2 separate regions of the Mus musculus genome follow, and region 1 is linked to region 2. The links are chromatin contacts, called in public promoter capture Hi-C maps. All regions are on one chromosome and are shown on one strand. Each heading gives the region's core, a stretch centred on a gene start, on an enhancer-like site or on the middle of the called end of the contact. The rest is flanking DNA. Distances are from core to core; before and after follow the strand shown. Region 1 holds the start of Cfap45 (cilia and flagella associated protein 45). Region 2 has its middle 41 kb from the start of Slamf9.

Region 1 (2,880 bases), core at 332-2,831, 87 kb before region 2:
CTCATTCTTAGACGTTCCTTCCCACTCAGATCCAGTTCCTCTTTCGCACACAGAGTCAACACAGGCTGACAAAGTCCGGCTTCAGATTCTTGGCCTGGGAGTACTTCCCACTCCACAGACTTGGCTATGGGAAAGGAGGGATTCCCTCACATCAGGTCTCTTGCCTCTCGCTATGAGTGATCCACCTGGTTGTCCTCTTTCTTTAAATGGACCAGGCTGCCCACCTGTGACATATCCCGGTAACTTGACACCAGGGTTGAAGATGAGCCTCCAGCCTCTCCCTCCATAGGATCTATTGATCCTTTTCTTTGGGGGAGTTCTGGAAGCTTGTCTATGAGCCTCCCTGCTGCCACCACCTCTCATCCCTCCATGCTCTCAAACAAAAAGCTGTGATTAGCACTATACACACACTCCTGGCTTGCTGGTGATTACTCAAACCCACTGCCCCCTGACATGTCTGTATGCCCATTCCTATCCAAAGGAAAATTCCAGTAAGTTAGGGTCAGTAAGTTTGGCAAACTCTTGTCCTGAGTGGTCTCTGGGTGGGAATCTCTGGGCTTGGGAGAGATTAGCATTCCCTTGAATGCTAGGGAAAAAGGCACCTTTAACACAGGACAGAAGAACTTACCTCTAACACTTGTCCTTTGGTACCAGGCATAGTGTCAGGTCATATCTCTCTCTCTCTCTCTCTCTCTCACACACACACACACACACACACACACACACACACACACACTGCTGTGCTGAGGGAAGACAGTTAAGTAAAATGTACAGCCAAAAGGGACCCCCATCCCTGCACGCCAGGGAGTCCTCAGAAGTTCGGAACCCAGCTTCTTCTGAAACCCACTAAATCCCGTAAGAGCAAGACAGACACTGAGACTAAAGGAGGCCTACCAAGACAACCCAGATATCCACCTCAGCCACCCAAGTGGCCAGCCATTTCAAGTAAGTTCCAGTAACCACACGCCCCGACACCTGTCCGCAGACTCCCCTAACACTTCAGAGCCAACACAGGCTCCTGCGAGGCCCTGCTGGTCTTCACAGTCTATGACCATGACCATCCGCCGCCATCCAAAGAATATCAGGACTGGCAGACTTATCCCAATCATTCCCCCAGGAATTCCCTGCCTCATTCATTCATTCATTCATTCATTCATTCATTCATTCATTCATTCACTAATGCTTATGATGTGCCCAAATCATTCCCACGCAGTGAGAACAGAGGCTCTTCTGAAACATTAGGTGCCTTTCCCATGATCACCCTGCTGGTTATGGTCTTCTAACGGGTGCTCTTCTCAACATCTCACGTCACAGCCCAAGAGGACTCAGCTCAAGAGGATGGGGGAGAAGGTGCAGCACATCCCCCATTCAACCCTACCAGTCTTTTGAGACTTCCTTTCCAGCCGTCGTCCCGTCCTCACTCCCAGAACTTCCTGTCTTCCCCAGACTCTTAGAGAAAGCTCCACCTTTCCCTCTCAGAGCCCCAAACCACTTCAGGACTCAAGAACTACAGCTACCCAGACCCTCACCATCGTTGCGGCCGCTTCAGCTGCAGGCACCTCCACCGGCTCCGCCGGAGCTGACGCGTTACCATAGCAACCCAAGAACTAGCACTCAGCGATTTAGACCCGCCCTCGCCCCGCCCAATTCCTGGAGCAGTCACGAGGTAGTTTAGAAGCAGGAACCCCTCCCTCAACCTTTTCCCGCCCTAGAGTAGCTGGAACCAGGCTCTTGAAGGTTGCGCCCTTTGGATACGCCCATCATGTCCACTTTGGCTTTTAACCCAGTTCAAGCCAGGTTCAGACTTTAAAGGGTCTACTTTCCATGGGTCCCGGAGGGCTCAACTATCAAGACCCCAAGAGCTAAGCCGAGGATCCTGGTTTTACCCTCACAGACCCTTCCACCCTAGGTTACCATGGTTACCGCTACCGGGTTCCGGGAGGATTCAAACCAAACCTGATGAGAGTTCAGGCTGCTGAGAGGCAAGCAGCATTAAACCAAACACATTCCACAGTAGGAAGGAGTCTGACTAGACCAAAGAACACTTCTAGCCCTGAAGATGCGTATGCGGTCTCACAAGCTTAGATCTGAGGGACTTAACTGAAAATACAAGGAGTCTAAGACAGGAAGTTCAAAACCAACCTGGGCAGCTTAGCAATGTATTTCACTAAATAAATAAACAAACTCAAAATGTAAGTCCTACCCTAAACAAAGTCAAAATCCATGGCAGGAAGTTAGGGGAACCTGGCTTTTAACACGTCTCCTGGGAATAATTTCAGGATTTAAGATTTTTCACAGTTTCACCTTGGTCCCTTGTACCTTAGTAAGATCTACAGGACAGGGCTGAGCAGTCCTTGAATCCTGCACATCCCACACCCCACAAAACCTCCTACCAACCAGGGATTGCTTTTCTTTCTCAGATGTTTATTTTCTGAGCTCTTGGTCTCTCCAGACCCCCAAGTCTCCCTCCAAACTTGTCTTAGAGAACCTTACTCCAACCTAAGTGTGGAAAACTGTTGACAAACCCTAGTAGTAGGTAGTAGAGGAAGGGAGACAATCTTCTGCCACCACCGCCACCACCGCCACCACCACCGATTATTCTGCTGCCATCGCTGCTGCTTAATCCAAAAAGCTGTGCAGCTCATTTCCAGGATTCCTCAACTCTTATCTCCTTGGGAATCCAATTACTAGCCACACCTCTCTTAGGCAGTTATTAGCCCCCACACCAAACAGCAAAGTAAGGCCAAAAAGAGGGCACTGCAAAACAAAGGATGTGTTCTTCCTGCCACACCGCAGGAACAGTTAAAGGCAGGGAGAGGAGGGTGACAAGTGAGCCATCAGGAAATCGATCCCCAGTGTTCTGCCTGAAGGTATCTCCCA
Region 2 (3,028 bases), core at 165-2,664:
CGGTCCTTATCATCGTGGTGCAAGCAAAGTGACCCGCAGGCAGATATGGTGCTGGAGCAGCCTAGAGTTCTTGATCTGCAGCCAGCAGCAGGAGGATATATGAGACCTCAAGCCTCCCCCCGCCCCCCATGGTGACACATTTTCTCCAGCAAAGCCACACCCACCCCTACAAGGCCACACCTCCTAATACTGCCCCTCTCTATGGATCACACATTCATACCCAGGAATCTATGAGGGCCATTCCTATTCAAACCACATGACCATCTACTCTGGGCTTGCTACTAGCAGGGAGAGGAGTCATCAATTGCATTTGGAAGATTCTGCGGCAGGAAGAGACTAGGAAAGAGACTAGGGAAGCTTCATAGTTTGTGGGAGTGTTTCTGCGCTCTCTGTCAGGGACTAAATGTTTGTCCATCTCCCCCAACCCAGCTGTCCTCAACTTTGTATGTTAAAACCTTAATCTTACAGTGTTTGAAAGTTGAGCCTATAGGAAGCAATCAGACCCTGGTGATAGAGCCATCATAAATGGAGCTAGTACCTTTCTTAGAAGCTGGGGGGTTGCAGGGGAGAGGGCCGTTGGGGGTGGGGGACTCTTCCACTGTCCTCATTGGAACACAGCGGTGCCACACTCGGCCCCCAGGCTTCCCCTCTATGGAACGTTGAGAAATAAATGGATATCACGTATAAATCACATAGAGCAGCCCTTGGTCAGAGCAACAAGAACTAAGACTGATAAAATTGCTGGTCTGGGAAGCTGGAGGCAGGCTAACCGGAAGTACCTAGGGGACTGTCTCCAGGAACATATTTCACTTTCCCTGGTCGGTCCTGTCTTAGAAACCGAGGCCAAACCTTGGAGAAATGCTATTTTTAGCTGAGTCCTGGCTTTCTTGTGCCCATTAATGCAGCAAAGCTGGTTTGACTCTTCCGTTGCTTGCTGCAAAGGCTGTAGGTCGACTATCTGTGGCCATATATGAACCAGCCACGGCCTGTTTTATACCCTGTTCCTTAACAACAACCAGAAAATAAAGCATACAGTTACAACCTAGAATTTCGCCTTTGAGCTACTCAGCCTTCTGGTTTGTTTTCTTGGTTGTTTTTATTATTTTTTGTTGTTGTTTTTAGGTTGGGGAGGGGTTGTTTGTTTTCTTAGCTTTTTTGCGACAGGATGTCACTATATAGCTCAGGCTAGCTTTGAACTCCCAACTATCCTGCCTCAGCCTCCTGACTGCGAGGGTATAGCACCCCCACACACACACACCCCCAAGCTCCACTCCCACCCCCCACTATCTTCAATGCCTAGCTCTGTCAGTCATCCTTCTTTGATTATTGTTCTCTATAACTCAGAACGCCTACCCAATCCCCACCCCAACCGGAGTAGCACACTCAGGGTCCTCCTCACTGAGTCTTTTTCTCTGGGGACTTTTATATTTCCTCTGCTTATTTTTAGCTATGACTTCTGTCGCTGAATTCTCAGTCTTTATGCTTCAATGGCTTCTCATAACAATTTTATTCTTTCTCTGAGGTGAGGGGATGCTGGACCTGTAACTTCACTCACCAAAGCAGCAATTTCCCAGAGGGCTTTGCTCTTCTACCCATGGGCTGTGTTCTAAAACTGCCCCCGCCCCCAGGAGATAGAAGTCCGAGGCCAGAGATCATACTGTACATACCTGTGATTACATTTAATTTCTAAATTAGGCCCAGTAAGAGGTTAGCAGTTAATAATGAAATATAACGATTAATATATTATCACATAGATTCTGTGAATGTGGCCCCTCGAAAATACCTCGTTGTATCCTCACCCTCTCTCATAAAGGATGCCCTGTGATGCTGCACTTTGTGGTGTCCGAATTGCCAGCATCACTGCTCATGTGCTTCAGGACCACTGCTCAGTAAGACGAAGTTAAACACAAGCACTGTGAGACCTTCAGTTGACCTTATAAACAAGATGGCTAAGTGGCCAATGGGAAGGTAGTGCATACTGCATGGATACCCCGGACAACGAGGGAAGTCTACCTGGGAAGGATGAAGCAAGGCGGCATGAGATTTCATCACGATTCCCAAAGCAGCATGCAATTCAAAGCCTGAGAGCTATTTATTTCAACGGAATTTTCCATTGGACATTTGACCTTAGATAACTTAAATCATCACGGGGGTGGGGGTGGCGAGAGGGGGAACCACTGATAAGGGAGGCCTGCTGTACAGAGCAGACTAGACTAGTCCCCAGAACGACTGGGAAAATAAAGAAATACACTTATCTCAGACGTAGGCAGCAATACCCAGTCGGAAGCCCCCGGTCATAAATGTAGCTTCCATTTCTCAGCACAGGGACTTTCTCGCTCCCCACAGCTCTTCTTAAATGTCAGCGCACCATGCATGGCAGCCTCTCCCTTTGTCCTTCTATACCTACGCTTGACACTCCTCTCTTTAAACAAAGTTGCACTGCATTTATTTATTTATCTGTTTATTTGGATGCACACACCACAGCACACATGTGGAAGCTAGAAGACAATTCATAGGGTTCTCTCCTCCTACCATGTAGGTCCTGAAAATCAAGTTCGGCTCCTCAGGCTTGGCCGCAAATGTGCTTACCCCCTGATCCCTCTCACTGGCCTCTTCCCATTCCTCCCACATGCCCGTTCTCTATCCCTCACTCCACTTGCAAACACTTAAAATACAACAGTCATCCAGCCCTCATCAGGTCCTGTCAGACCATACAAGGCTACACCATTCTTGAACAAAAAGCTCCATCCATACATTTGATTAATGAATTGGAATAGAAAGAGAGAAAGGAAGGAAGGAAGGAAGGACAGAAGGAAGGACATGACTGCTCCTAGGTACGATGAAGTAGGAGAAAGTTTATTGTGCATAAGAGTGAGAGAATAGGCAGAGTCAGAAACATCTGGGAGAGTCCAGAATAAACATGACTCTGGCTGGGCTATGTGAGGATAAGGGGGTGGAGCTAGGAGACTAGGAGACCAAAAGGCCAGGAGGGCACACAAAGAACCCGCAAAGCCAAAGTGGTTGGATT

The links. Promoter capture Hi-C pulls out the DNA fragments that hold promoters and counts their contacts.
Region 1: a promoter capture Hi-C map of pre-B cells shows a contact between it and region 2. The contact joins the promoter of Cfap45 here to the enhancer-like site in region 2. A contact is called at or near these places in 5 of 39 promoter capture datasets (the C10 cell line, the HPC-7 cell line, cranial neural crest and 2 more), 1 of 15 datasets of contacts at CTCF or cohesin (CD8 T cells), 1 of 484 Hi-C or Micro-C datasets (nephron progenitors), 6 of 115 datasets of contacts at active chromatin or transcription factors (the HPC-7 cell line, bone marrow-derived macrophages, embryonic stem cells and 2 more) and 3 of 9 other capture datasets (adipose tissue, liver and pancreatic islet).

Annotation. Positions count from the first base shown.
Region 1 is chr1:172,519,831-172,522,710 of GRCm38.p6, reverse strand. Cfap45 (cilia and flagella associated protein 45) reads right to left here and starts at 1,581. Exons shown (of 12, transcript NM_027972.1): 1 at 1,530-1,581. The coding sequence starts at 1,532.
Region 2 is chr1:172,432,352-172,435,379 of GRCm38.p6, reverse strand. No RefSeq gene overlaps it. Among named protein-coding and RNA genes, the nearest start is that of Slamf9, 41 kb to the left of the region's middle. Within about 2 kb of position 1,414, at least 55 of the 459 cell types and tissues checked have an H3K27ac peak or open chromatin away from gene starts, as enhancers often do. A contact at or near this core is called in adipose tissue, heart atrium, intestinal villus epithelium and 2 more, where this site is marked.